Regions from separate parts of the Mus musculus genome. Here region 1 is linked to region 2. Evidence: chromatin contacts called from public Hi-C data. All regions are on one chromosome and are shown on one strand. The core of a region is the stretch at or near the end of the contact, and the rest is flanking DNA. Distances in the headings are between cores, read along the strand shown. Region 1 has its middle 7.7 kb from the start of Gm25064. Region 2 overlaps Gm39354 (a long non-coding RNA gene).

Region 1 (7,041 bases), core at 3,658-6,157, 93 kb before region 2:
AAAAATAGAAACAAGCCTTCTCAACTGGCAGGGCTGGCAGGGCTGGCAGGGCTGCACTTTGTGCCAGCTGTTTCCCGTGCAGTTGATCACTTAGCCTTACAGCACATCTGTGCTATTAGCTGCCATTTTCTGCTGAAGAAACTCTCTCTGGACGAGAATCATCGAGGTATTTGATCAGATCCATTGTTGGCCCACATCTCCTTTGTCTGCCTGTAAACTCTTCAGATTTCTCATTGTGTGTGAGCACTAGTGTATGAACACATGCATGTGTGTGTGTGTGTTCTGCATATGATATGTTTGTGGAGGACAGAAGGATGTCCCCTGTTGCTCTCCAATTCCTTTTTAAAATATTTTATTCATGTCTATAAATGTGCGTCCGTGTGGGTGTGTGCAGGTGCTCTCAGAAGCAAGCAGAGGGCCTTACATCTCCTGGGGACGGAGTTATTGTGAGTTGCACAACTTGGGCACTGGGAACTGAACGCTGGTCCCCTGGAAGAGCAGTACTTGCTCCTAACTGCTGGGCCATCTCCACTTTATTCACTTAAGGCAGAGTCTCTCACTGGACTGATTTGGCTGGATGGGCTGCCCAGCAACCCCAGGCACCCTCCTGTTTGCATCTCCTCCATCATGGGATTACAGGCGCACTTCGCCATGCCTGAGTTTTTACATGGACACTGGAGATCAAACAGCAGGCTCTCTACCCACTGAGCTGCCTCCCAGCCTTGAATATTCCTGATTTTTTATTCTTCTCCTCCTGCTCCTCCTCTTCATCCTCTTCTTCTTCCTCCTCCTCTTGTTTTTGTTTTGTTTTGGTTTTTGGTTTTTTGAGACAGGGTTTCTCTGTGTAGTTCTGGCTGTCCTGGAACTCACTCTGTGGACCAGGCTGGCCTCGAACTCAGAAATCTGCCTGCCTCTGCCTACGAAGTGCTGGGATTAAAGGCGTGGGCCACCAAGCCCGGTTTGTTTCTTATTTTTGAGACGGAGTTTCTCTGTGTAGCCCTGGCTGTCCTGGAACTCTCTTTGTAGACCACCTGTCTTAGAGCTCACAGACATCCCCCTGCCTCTACCTCCTGAGTGCTAGGATTAAGGGCATGCACAGTCTGCCATGCTCAGCTTATCTATTTATTTTAAAGATTTGTTTTTAGAACTATATTTATGTGTTTATGTCTATGTGTGAGTGTGTACATGTGTGTGCAGGAGCCCATGGAAGCCAGAGGCATCATCAAATCTCCCTGGAGCTGCAGTTACAGACAGTCGTGAACTGCCTGATGTCTATGCTATAACTCAGGCCTCTGCAAGAGCAGAAAGTGCTCTTCATAGCTCAGCCATCTCTCCAGCCACCACACAAAGTCTCTCACTGAACCTGAAACCCATACATTGACTTAGCTGGCTGGCTGACTAATGAGTTTCACCTGTCTCCACCTAGTTCCACCCTGCATGGGGTTATAAATGTAAATCATCATTTCCAGCTTTTTGTTTGTTTGTTTGCTTTAGTGGATATTTTCTTTATTTTCATTTCAAATGTTTTCCCCTTTCCAGGTCTCCCCTTCAGAAGCCCACTATTCCCTCCCCACTGCCTCTATGAGAATGCTCCCCCACCCACCCACCCACCCACCCACGCCTGTCTTCCCACCCTGGCATTCCCCTACACTGGGGCATCGAATGCCTTCAGGCCCAAGGGCCGCTCCTCCCACTGATGTCCATGATGGAGACACATTTCCAGCTTTTTATTTGGGTTCTTGCGTGACAGTAACTTTATTGACTGAGCCACCCCCCACTCCCCACCCCCCACCTCCCAGCCCCACACATTTTTGATCCATGTGAGACTATTCTCTCATTCTTGTTTGAACCCCACACATTTTTGATCCATTTGAGACTATTCTCTCATTCTTGTTTGAACCATTTGTCCTGTGTCACAGTCTGATCTACTGGACAATGGAACACAAATCTGTGCATGTAATAAGGTTAGAACTGTGTTCCACATTCATGGAGAAAAGACTAAAAAGGACATAAGTGTGCGTTGATATTTTTCTTTATTGTATTTCTGCCAATTTAAAACACTATGGGATGGTTCTACTATGTACCCAAAGGCTCATGACTGTCTTTTTTCGAGACAGGGTTTCTCTGTGCAGCCCTGGCTGTCCTTTAACTCACTCTGTAGACCAGGCTGTCCTGGAACTCAGAAATCTGCCTGCCTCTGCCTCCCAAGTGCTGGAATTAAAGGCATGTGCCACCACTGCCCGGGGACTCATGACTGTCTTACAGTATAAAGTACATCCAACTTAAAAAGTCCTGATAGTCAGAGATGGCTCAGCAGTTAAGAGTGCTTCCTGCTTCTGAGTTCGAGGCCAGCCTGGTCTACAGAGTGAGTTCCAGGACAGCCAGGGCTATACAGTAAAAAAAAAAAAAAAAAAAAAAAAAGAAAGAAAGAAAGAAAGAAAGAAAAAAGGAAAAGAAAAGAAAAGAGAAAAAAAGAAAAGAAAAAAATTTAAAAAGTGCTTCTTTTGCAGAGAACTTCATGGTTGTTCACAGTTATACAAAACTGCAGATCCAAGGGGTCCAAAACCCTCTTCCTTATTCAAAACAAGCTACATACCTCCAACATATAATGGCATAGAGTGGGCATTCTTTTTCTTAAAGGGAAGACTCGGAATGTTCATGGACAGGACCAGGGCAAGACTAGAATCCATCCGAGGGACACCAAATCCTACTAGGAGACAGTAAAGTGTAACCATTGGGGTGAATGTAAGCAGAGTACAATGACACAGGCATGGAAGCATCATGATGAACCCCATTATTTTAAATACTAATGGGAAAAGTCAATGATAAAATCAAGCCTGAACAAGGGGCTCTGCTGGCCAGAGTCAGTGCAGTGAGAGGAGGAGAGGGGGCGCTGCCAGGCTGCCAGGCTGCCAGGCTGCCTCCGCTCCTTGGCCATCCAGACCTTCCTCTTTACCTAGCACCTCGTGCAGCTGTAGCTAGAAGTGTGAGCAGGCAGAAGTGCTCAGGGGACAATGCTGTCGCTAGTCTGGCTCCCCAGATTTAGCCTCCTCATCCACCTTGATGGAGCTCCTGACACTTTTTAAAAAATAGATTAAATTTTTTGTTTGTTTTTGTGTTTTTCAGGACAAGATTTCTCTGTGTAGCTTTGGCTGTCCTGGAACTCACTCTGTAGATCAGGTTGGCCTTGAACTCAGAGATCTGCCTGCCTCTGGGAATAAAGGCGCGCACTACCACCGCCTGGCTTATTTGTAATTTTTAATTATGGGGTGGGGTATGCATGTATAAGTGAGATGCCCTAGGAGGCCATAAGAGAGCATTAGATCCCCCTGAAACTGGAGTTACAGGCAGTTGTGAGCTGTGTTGTATGGATGCTGAGAACAGAACTCAGGTCTTCTGCAAAAGCAGTTTGTTCTCTTAACCGCTAAGCCATCTGTCCAGCCGACCCCCCACATTTATATTTTTTTGTGTGTGTGTGACAGTTTCATGTGTCATGGGCTGACCTCTACCTCACTGTGTAGCTGAAGATGACCTGATCCTCCTTCCATCTCTGAGTCCAGGTGTGCAGCACTACTTGGGGTTTTATGCATTGCGAGATATCAAACCCAGGGCTTTGATAATGGACAGAGCTACACACCCAAACTCCCTTCTGGGACTTCCAGAGACAACAGTTCTACTTGGAGTCCTTGTTAGGAGATCATGAAAGCTCACCTCTCCTCACTGGCAGGATCATAGGCCAGAAGTTGGGTAGAGCAGGGTGGCCTGGGCTTGAAAGCACATCTCTTAAGAGGGTCTTCAGAGATGAAGGGGAAAGCTGTGTCACTGGTCACAGGGCCGTGCCATAACCAGGCATGTTGTGGGAAAACAGTAGGGAAGATTATTAAAGATGTAACAGCTGAATGACTGAGGGAGGGCATCCGAGGGGACGTCCCTCTCTGAACAATCTTTTATGTCTCCACCTTCAGCAATCTAGCTATGCCTCGTGCAGCCCCAGCCCTAGACTCAGCATGTCAGTCTGGCTCCTGCCTTGACTTCCGTTGTCTGGACCTAGGAATCCCCCTTCTGCCTAATAGTAGGGGCCACCCAGTATCCCTTTCTTCTTCTCCTTTAACATTTTTTAAAAAGTAGGTGTGTGTGTGTGTGTGTGTGTGTGTGTGTGTGTGTGTGTGTGTGAGTGTGCACCCGCGGACGGGCGGGCACATAGTACCCATCTCTTGGGGCTGGAGTGGTGAGCTGGATTCTGGGAATTGAACTCCAGTTCATCTGGAAGAGCAGTAAGTGCTCTTAACCCCTGAGCCATCTTCCCAGCGCCTCCTCCTTCCTCTCACAAATGACAATATCGTGTTGCTGTTTACAGTGCTGGCAAATGCAGCCTGAGCTGACAACATTCTCACTGCTAAATTTGGGTTCCGGGAGAAAGCTAGGAATCGACCACACGATATGCATGTTCCGAGAAAAGGCCATCTCCTCACTTCCTTCCTTCCTTCCTATGGTGCTCTCTGGTGACCTCTTTACCCGCCTATCTATCTAATACTCCCGCCCTCTTCCCTTTTGTTTTAAACATTCCTCATTAACAACTGTTCTTATTGCAATAGCCTGAGTCAAATCTCAAGCCTGGGACGCTTATTCCTTATAGTTTCTAGAGGTCCTTATAGATGTCAGTTGAATGGGGAATTTGCCTGGAGTCCCAGGTTCCAGTCCTGACTTACTTGTGTCTGGCTTCCCTTTCTAGCAAGTTCCAGTTCTGGTCTGAGAGAGTGACGAGGGGAGGTGGGGCCCAGGGAACAGCTGTACCTTTCTCACGCTGCCACTAGAGGGCGACAGCTCCGCGCAGGAGGCCACTCACTGTTGTGGCTGGCATTGGTCTCCTGCAAGCGAGCTCGCCCTGGGTGCGACGCCTTCCAGGAGCCTCCAGCTGCTCTGCACACCGCCAGCCCTGCTCTCCAGAGACCCATGAGTGGGTGGGAACAGCCTTCGGAGGCCAGCCTCCTGTCTCTGCTGCTAGCGCCGGTCGTGACAACTCCCCTTCTCTGGCCTCGCCTATCTAGGTGGAACAGACTTCGAAGGGTCCCGATTCAAGGGGAAATGGGGGTAGGGGGAGCGCAGGAGCTTCGGAACCACTAGCGTCGTATAAGTGGACCAGCCGGCAGAAAGATGGGGACCAGGGAACATGAAGGAAAGATGCTAGCCTTTGCCGGCCTGAACGGTGTGTCAGAACTGAAACTGGGGTTTTCGCGGCCCAACTCCCAGCTCTTGGGCTGGAACCGTCTGGATTGGAGGTTTCCTACTATGGAGTGGGGAGGACAACAAAACAAACAACCAGCCACTGCAAGAGAAAGGGACCCCTCTGGACAAGCAGCCCCACACCAAGTGTGCTTTCTTAAAGAACTACAGCTGGGGAGTTTATTTACTTGTGAGGAGGGTGGCATTTGCTTGAAAGTGCCTCTGTCCCCAGACACATTTTAAAAACTTAAAGCAGAGAGCTCGACTTCAGAGCCAGCTCTGGCAATTGGATTAACCTTTCGGGGAAAGGTTTCATTTTCTGTGTGTGGTTCAAATTCTTCAACACTAACATCTGTAATACCAGAAAGCAATCATTCACTTCAGCTGGCAAAAACGATACAAAAAAATGCAAAACAAATAACAAAACAGGAAAGGAACAAATGAAAATCTAAAAACCACACTCACAAATAAAACCTCAAATAACAGAAACTTAAAGCCAAACAAAAGCCAAGTACGGTGGCACATGCCTATAATCCCAACACTCTGGAGGCAGAGGCAGGTGGATCTCTGAGATTGAGGCCAGCCAGGGCTATACAGAGAAACAACAAACAAACAAACAAACAAACAGACAAAAAGACAGAAAACTAACAAAAATCTCCCCAAACCCAAATGAAACAAACAAACAAAAAAAAAAAAACCCACCTTCTTCAAGAATTGGGAACCAGGACCTGGAGAGGTGGCTCTGTAGTTAAGAGAACTGGCTGCTCTTGCAGAAGACCTGAATTAGATTCCCAGCATCCACCGGGCAACTCGCAACTCGAAATTTAAGCTCCAGGGGTTCCTATATCCTTTTCTGGCCTCACCAAGCAACTGCATGCACGTGATTCAAGGGCACAACACTCATCCACTCACATTTAAAAAAAAATGTTTTTAAGAAAGAATTGGAAGCTGGGCAGTGGTAGCACACACCTTTAATCCCAGCACTTGGCAGGTGGATCTCTGTGAGTTTGAAGCCAGCCTGGTCTACAGAATGAGTTCCAGGACAGCCAAGACTACACAGAGAATCTGTCTCAACCTTACCCCCACCCCACCCCCCCCCAAAAAAAAGACAAAGAAAAGAAAGAATAAAAACTACAGAAAATGTTCCTGGATGCCTCCTCAGAGACGTTGGTGCTGTTCTTTCTCTACAAAATGAGGATAATGGTATGAACAGGACAGGAATGTCCTGAGGACTCAGTGAACGTATGTATGCAATAGCAGACATTCCAGAAGTGTTAGCTAATTTTATATGGCAAGAACCCAGCCCCAAACTGTACAGATTGGCCACTTATGCAACTTTCCAGTCAACCGTTCTTCCAAAATGGTATTTTTACTGATTGCACGATATTTCATTCCATTTTAGTACAATTTATTTAAGTTACCCCTGCTGTGGAGCCTTTAAATTGTTTCCAGTTTTTGCTGTTAAAATAACAGCGAGATTAACATCTTTAAACATCTACCCTTGTCAGCATTTCTGATTATTTCCTTAGGCAGATTTTTTTTTAGAGGTAGGATTACTGGGACAAAGGGCACAAATATTTTTCAGGCTTTTGAGTCAGGTTACAGAATTGCTTCCCAGAGAGATCTTGTCAATTCCCCCTCCCACCTGCAGTGTGAGAGAGTGCCCTCCACACAGCACACAAAGAAGGGATCTCTTGGGGAGGGGTGGGATCTGAGGACGCCGCTGGACTGAGGGGGGACTCTTCCGAGAGTGTGCATTTTAGGAGAGAGGGGTCCTGTGGTAAGAATAAAGGAGACTGAAAGGATTTATGGAGTGTG
Region 2 (7,548 bases), core at 4,969-7,468:
TCCTTTGAGATGCCCCAGCAGGGCTGACGTCCCTCTTCCATGAGAGTAGCACATTCCTCGCTGGCTAGTTCTCCTGCCCTGGCTCACTGGGCCTGCTCCTCTCTCCTGCATCCCAGGACAACATGAAAACACCCAAGTTCACCTCAGGCTCTCTTTTCAGGAGGAAGCTAATTAAGACACTGGTCAAACTGGTCACCTTCTCTTCCTCTGCAAAGATGATTCATCTGTGTTTGCATTCCTCCTTTCAGAACAGCTAAGGAGCCTCCCCAGTCTTACTCTCTGACATGACTGAGTTGGGTGGATACCAGGCCACAGAGCAACGCTCAGCCATGGACCTATAGAATCTACAGACCAGAACTCTTAGAATCTTAGAATCATCTAAGAACAATTTTTTTTCATCTTTTATTGCCTCTCCTAAATAGCTCTCTTGGACTCCCTGCACCCTGTTACTCTCCCTATGAAAATTTAATACTGCAGATATATTGCAAATGTACTCTCTCTGTGTGTCTGCTTGGTAGGTACTCTCTCATATATTGCTGAAATTTTCTATTTCCAACTCCAAGGTCCTAGGGCCATCCATCAGCACTGAAGAGCAAGCAAAAGGCAGCTGATGACAGCCAGTCAACATGCACAGGCTACTGCTAATGACATGCCTTCCTGCCCTATCTATGTATTAGCCACAGGTTTTTGGCACTGACCTTAGGTGTGTTCTGGCTACCTTCCATGAACTCCATCTCATTACTCCTCATATGAAACTCAACAAAAACCCAATGAGAGAAATAAAATTAATGCCAAGTGTTCTAATTTCAGCACTATTTGAATGTCCTCCCAAGCTTCAAGCAACCAGAGAGGTTCAGTCCCTGGAGTAATGACATTGGGAAGCGTTAGGACCTTCAAGAGATGGTCCCTAGCAGAAGGCCCTTTGGGCAACACTGTGAGGCAAGTCTTGTGGGACTCTTTGGTAGTTTTGGGGAGAAGGGTGTCAGAAAAATGAACAAGACCACTGCCTCCCCCTCTGCTTCTTAGCTCAAGATGTATTCTTTCTTCTTCTGTTCATGGTCCATGATCTGTCTTCTGCCCTCCGCTGTCCACCATTGGAAAGGGTTATTTGGAAATGACTATGCCTCCCTCTCCCTCTCTGCTTCCTGGCTCAATACATAATCATCCCTCTGCTCCTGCCCCACCATGGGCCATCGACCCCAGGCTCAGAGCCCACAGCACACCATTTGTACTCTCAGCCTCCAAAACTGCAAGATTCTTTTCCTATAAAGTTTGCCTGATTATGGATCCCAGTATGATAACAAGAGCCTGACACCATGGGATGAGATTTTGCCTAGTAGACTTGAGCTTTACCACTCATCTTCGCAGTGACACCTGAGATCTCCCCACTCTGCACTTCCTGCCCCCCTGGATGTACTAAGGAGCACCACTGAGTTGAGGTCTATTATCTTATACAAGGGTACTGAAGGCAAGAGGAGCAGACGCGTGGAGGACTAAAGGGCTGGAGGGAAGTCCAGATGCTCATTCTGTAGGTCTTGAATTGGTTCCAATAACCTTACAGCCATACTTACCAGTTGGAGGGTCATGGACATGGGCTCCTCCAGCTTTGGGGCACTCTGACCCTCAATTTCTGCCTGGGAAAGGAAGAAGAGGGAGAAGGAGAAAGAGGAGGAATAGAAGAAGAAGGAGGAGGAAGAGGAACAAGAAGAGGAGGAGGAGAAGAAGAAGGAGGAAAAGGAGGAGGAGGAGAAGGAGGAAGAGGAGGAAGAGGAGGAGGAGAAGGAGGAGGAGGAAGAGAAGAAGAAGAAGGAGGAGGAGGAGGAGGAGGAGGAGGAGGAAGAGGAGGAGGAGGAGGAGGAGGAGGAGGACAACTACAATAACGACAACACCCACCGAACTTCCTTTCTGCTCTGGGATGTACTGAACTCAGCTATGTCCCTGTGGCTCTCCAATTCCGTTTCTGCCAGAGCATATGAAAAAGCAGAGAGCTAATTATATGCTAGTAATTACCTGAAAATTATATGTTTATTGGCTTTCCACTAGCAGATACTACTATTTTTGAACTCTTCATTGTTCTGCTCAGTGACAGGAGTCACACTGTCTCTATTCCAAATGTTCCCTCCTATCTCATGATTAGCAGACTCTTCAAATGGGGCCACAGCATGGAGAACCTCCTGAGTAGGAGAGAGAGGGAGGGAGTGACTCAGTCCACACAGGAGGCACCGGAAGCCTCCCTTACCCACAGACACCTCACTCCTGTTTTATAATAAAGTGTTCATCATCCTCCTGCCTAAGAGCTGTGCATTCCTATCTCTGCCCTTGGGTTCTGGGGAGAGTGTCCAACAGGAAGGCCTCCATCCACTACCGGATATTTTTATATACCCTTCAATTATGTGCCTTGGTTAATTGTCCTTTCCACCAGCTCTTATGACATAGGGAGTCTTGCCTGTAATTATAGTGATGAAATATTTCTAGGAGCTTTTAAAAGGCTAGCCTAAACTGGGTCATAATGGGGAGATCGGGGGTCAGGGTACAAGGGTCAGTGTTGGATTCCCTGTGACGAACTGCTCTCCCAAACCTCCTGCCATGTGAAGACCCTGTCCCAAACAACCACTGCTGGGCACCTCTTCCTGCTGTTACTATTGATAGTAGTTGTGCTGGGGAGAAGGCAAGCTTGCCTTGCAACACAAGGACCCGAGTTCAACTTCTAGAACCCATGTTTTTTAAAAGGCCAACTATGGTGGCAGGTAATTGCAATTCCAGCACTGAAGAGGCAGAGACAGATAAATCCATGGGAGTCACTGTTACTGCCACTGGATAGTCTGCTTGGTGAGTTCCAGGCCAGAAAGGGACCCTGTCAGAAAAAAAAAAAAAACAACCAACCAGGGATAGCATCTGGGCAGCAGCATTCAGGGATGATCTGTGGTCTCTGCAGGTACATGCACATATGCATGCTTACACACAAGTGCACACATACATGCATATACATATACATACATGAACACATATGTGTACACACACAAACACATACATGTACACACACACACACACACACACACACACACACACACACACACACGAGGAACAGCGTCTGTGGAACACTTTATAATGAAGGCCATCAACTCCTTTTCCAAGAAGCTCCTTACTTCTGCAGGTGACCAGGCCATACTCACCTCACTGTTTCAGCACATGTCCCTACACCATCAGAAGTGTGACAGTCACACTGGCTGCAGTCCTGTTTATGGTTCCACTGGTACAGAAGGGACAGCTTACAGGGCTTGAAGCTCCTCCATGTTTTATTCACAGGAGGGCAGGACACGGTTGTGTAGAGCCCAGTCTGAACCCAGACTAGGATGTGACTATTGCTTCTTTGTAGTTCAGGTGCTCCCACCGTGGGCCCCCCCAAGCCCCAGATAGCTGAGTTAACGTCAGGATTGAAACCAGAATCCAGGTCTTTGGTTATTCTTCCCACTTATTTCCCACCACACCTGTGGTAGGAGGCCTGCTCCTTGGTGATGACTAACTTCCCATAAGAACTGTACTGGCTGCTCAGAGTCACGGGTCATGGGTCCCTGCCTGTGTAGAAATGGCTTACCTGGAAGGAGCGATGTGATCTTCCAGGTCGTGGAAAGGAATATGGGGGACACCATGCGCCCAACCTCAGGTTAACTTGACCTGGATCCTCCAAGGCCCTCAATTTTGGGCATCACCCAAATCCTAGTGAAGAAATTTCAGATTAGCCTTTTTTTATTTCTCTGAAAAGACAATGTCAGGTCTGTCCAAAGCTGAGTCCGCTCACTGTCTAGCTCTATCATGGGACACAGTGTCACCCACATTTTCTCAACCCAAGAGCTGGCTTCAGAGTTTGTTCGAGATAGGCTCCTTTGTGTCCAAGGCTGGTCTTGCACTTGCTTGTATCATCAGAGATGACCTTGAACTCCTGCTCTTTCTCTCTACTCCTGAACGCTAGGATCATAGATGTGAGCCACCACATCAGGTTTAGGTGGTGCTGGGGATGAAAGCCAAGGCTTCAAGAATGCTAGGCGAGCACTCTACCAGCTAAGCCACATCCAGAGCCTCAGTTTCAAAATGATGACTGTGCATTTGTACAATTAGGAGAGTAACATTTAAGGCCTGGGCAACTGAGTAAGGAAAACAAGAATCCCAACAGGACGGAGGGAGAATGTTCTAAAAACAGAAGGGGTCTGACAGCTGCCTCAGTGGTTAGGAGCACCAACTCCTTTTATAGAGGACCCAAGTGGAGTTCTTAGCACCTGTGTGACAGTTCACACCCACCTATGACTCCAGTTCTAGGGGATGCAGCACCTTCTTCTTCTTGCTTCTCTGGGCTCCTGCGTGCACATGGTACACATAAACTCATGCAGGCATACACATAAAAATAATAAGTAAAGCAATGCATCTTTCAAGGCAGAAGGAGGAAGGAGGAACAGATCTCAAGCCCAAAGCAGCTGATAACACACAGTACTGAGGCGAGGACAATTAGAAAAAGCTTTTCTTCTTCCATGGGGACTTGTCAGAGTTGATGCAAACATAGATGCTTACTGGAGCAATCCTAATAACATAAATGAATGACTCAGCCTGAGTGTACAGCAACAGGGAGTAGTGGGGACTGTGGCTAATTGAGAACGAGCCTAAAGGAGTTCAAACTCCCGTTTTAAAACCAGCATTGGCCAAATGGGAGGTGTTTGCAAGCTTTATTTGGTTTTAAGGCTTTAAACTAGAAATTTGGCCAATTGGATAGGTATGTGTGTGTCTGACTTAAACATTATCTACTAGAGATGGGGGCTAGGCTCAGTGGTAGAGGAGTTGCCTAGCATTGAGAGGCTCTGGATCTGACAATTGTGCATACCCATATACACACAATACATACTCATACACACTCATGTACATATACATACAACACACACACACACACATATTCAGATACACACAATACACACATACTCACACAAGATATACATATATAATATATACACATGCACACATAATACACAGACACAGTATACCCATACACACATGTATAAACACACACACACACACACACACACACACACACACACACTCTGCTGGTTAATCATAAAAATGAAGAGCCACCTAAGGGCTGGGGATGTATCTTAGCAGTAGAGCATTTCCTAACTCACTTCTCAGTGCTTCAGGTAAAGGGAAGCATACCTAAATATTCATAGGTTAATGTGGGACACAGCTACACGTCCCATCTGGTCGTCTCACCTGCTCTCTGGACATCATTCCAAATAAACAATTCTAACTTCAAGAATGGTATTGCTGTGGCTGGAGAGATGGATGGCTCAGTGTTTAAGAGCACCAGCTGCTCTTCCAGAGGACCTGGGTTCAGTGCCCCAGCACCCACATGGCAGCTCATAACCATCTGCGACTCTAGTTCCAGAGGATCCAATACTCTCCTCCGGCTTCAACCTGTCATGGTGACACAGTAGGAAGACTTCCAGGCAGGGAAGAAAATCAAAAGAGATGGCTCAGCCGGGCGTGGTGGCGCATGCCTTTAATCCCAGCACTTGGGAGGCAGAGGCAGGTGGATTTCTGAGTTCAAAGCCTGCCTGGTCTACAAAGTGAGTTCTAGGACAGCCAGAGCTTAAAAAGAGAGAGAGAGAGAGAGAGAGAGAGATGGCTCATCAGTTAGGAGTGGGTACTGCTTTTGGAGAAGATTGGCATTCAATTCCAGCACCCTGTTAAGTGGCTCACAACTGCTGGTTCCAGAGGACTTAATTCTGGCCTTCTTGACACCCGTACTCACATGCATGTAGCTACCACATTCAGACAAACACACATATAAAATATAAAAATAATAAAAATAAATAATTTTTTTAAATGGTGAGTGTAGTAGTCAGGTCTGTAATCCAAACACTTGAGAAATGGTAGAATCGAGGAGATTCAGTTAACCTTGGCTACATACTGAGTTCAGTTCATGGCCAGCCTGGGCTACACGTGACCATAAAGTGGGGTGTGTGTGGAGAAAGTCGGAGAAGAAGGAGTTAACAATGTAAACAAATAAGAATGATTGCAGAGTATGAGACAAGACAGTTCCAGGTGAGATCAAACCCCGCCTTTGAAAACTCGGGCCATCTTGAGAGTAGAGAGGTTTGCAAGGCAGATTGGTAGCACAACGTATAAAGAGGAAGCTTCACAAAGGAGCAGGGAGCTGGGACACAGAGTGAGGAACTGGCAGGGCCCCAAGTAGGACTGAGTTGTGCAATGGAGAACCCTGGGGAGGGTTTCACTTCTTGGTCCACACCCTCAAACTCTTTGAGAAAAATCGCATTTCATACGCAAGCTTTAAATGCTTTTCAGTGCTGCACAGAGCCCCCGCCCCTGCCCCCTCCTCCCGAGCCGAGCGTCTAGTTTTGGCTCCAAAGATGCTGCAGAGAGGGACAGGATGGGTGGAAAAGTGAACAGCTGCTGCTCCGGCCTAAGGAAATGAGCTTGCTCTCAAAGTGTCTCTGAGGTGGATCCAGGTGGTTTCAGAAAGTATCAGGGAAGAGCATGGGGTGCTGGAGGGCCCCCTTCGCACTGGAGGACTGTGATCCCACAGGGGAAGCCGCTGAGGAGTGGGCTGGGCCTCAGGCTTCCTAATCCTCAAAAGGAGCTGTTGGTTATAAACAGGGCAATTACCCACAGGAGGTCGATGACTCAGCTCAATGGACTGTAAAATGCTCAGAAAAATAGCTCCCCATAAATGCAAAAATATTACTAGGAGCACTTTCCCCCAAAAAAACATCTTCCATCCTCCTGGGGCACTGCCTGTAAGGGCTGGCTGGACTGATTTGCGCCCTAAGATGAAGCTCACCTGGCCTGCGGAGCAGGTGTTCTGGTCCGGCCTCAGACCCTTGGAGAAGGCAGCCACCACATTATCTCACCTCTCCCAGAGGACCAACAGTCAGAAGTCCACAGATGAAGGTTCCTGCAGCTCAGAACGAATGGTAGCCTAACCTTCTCTGAGCCTAGGATGAGTCCAAGACTTGGTGTAATCATCTTTTGGCGCTCTAGAAGCTCTAAGTAACTTAAGGCAACTTACAGGGAAGTTTACACGATGCCCCATCATCGGGGCACCGAGCAGGTGCCTGGGATCCCCCATAACTCTGGACTTACACACTGTATCCTATTTTTCCTGTGCATATACAATTAAGATAAAGTTTAATTATACATTAAATAAAAGTAACGGTAAGAAATTGGAAATAATAACTAATGATAAATTAGAATGATGAAATGGTAGACTATAATAACAGCTATTTCTAATTTATGAATTGCTTATCACATGAATTGTCCATTGATTACTTTCTAGCTATGACTGACTGTACTAAAAACATAAACACAGGTCCACGGAAAAGGGGGAGCCCCTGTACTCGGTTGGAAGTGAGAAAAGCTCTGTGGCATTCTCACGCCTTTGTTATACTTTAGATAGAGCCCAGCTAGTCCAGGAAGAGACAAATGAACTGCATACAACTGCCTAGTGTGGGACATAGGACACAGCTGGATGAGAACAGCTGCCCTCAG

What was found. A called contact is a pair of places that touch in the nucleus more often than the background predicts.
Region 1: a Hi-C map of uterus shows a contact between it and region 2, with 4 times the contacts expected there. The contact joins two enhancer-like sites. A contact is called at or near these places in 4 of 39 promoter capture datasets (the C10 cell line, the HPC-7 cell line, cranial neural crest and 1 more), 10 of 484 Hi-C or Micro-C datasets (CD4 T cells, bone marrow-derived macrophages, cerebellar granule neurons and 5 more), 4 of 115 datasets of contacts at active chromatin or transcription factors (bone marrow-derived dendritic cells, fibro-adipogenic progenitors, intestinal villus epithelium and 1 more) and 1 of 9 other capture datasets (embryonic stem cells).

What each region holds. Positions count from the first base shown.
Region 1 is chr9:63,122,102-63,129,142 of GRCm38.p6, reverse strand. No RefSeq gene overlaps it. Among named protein-coding and RNA genes, the nearest start is that of Gm25064, 7.7 kb to the left of the region's middle. Within about 2 kb of position 4,907, at least 216 of the 459 cell types and tissues checked have an H3K27ac peak or open chromatin away from gene starts, as enhancers often do. A contact at or near this core is called in bone marrow-derived dendritic cells, bone marrow-derived macrophages, fibro-adipogenic progenitors and 2 more, where this site is marked.
Region 2 is chr9:63,030,276-63,037,823 of GRCm38.p6, reverse strand. Gm39354 (a long non-coding RNA gene) reads right to left here. Exons shown (of 3, transcript XR_870835.2): 2 at 4,297-4,352; 3 at 3,007-3,717. Among named protein-coding and RNA genes, the nearest start is that of Gm39354, 5.7 kb to the right of the region's middle. Within about 2 kb of position 6,218, at least 103 of the 459 cell types and tissues checked have an H3K27ac peak or open chromatin away from gene starts, as enhancers often do. A contact at or near this core is called in bone marrow-derived dendritic cells, bone marrow-derived macrophages, fibro-adipogenic progenitors and 2 more, where this site is marked.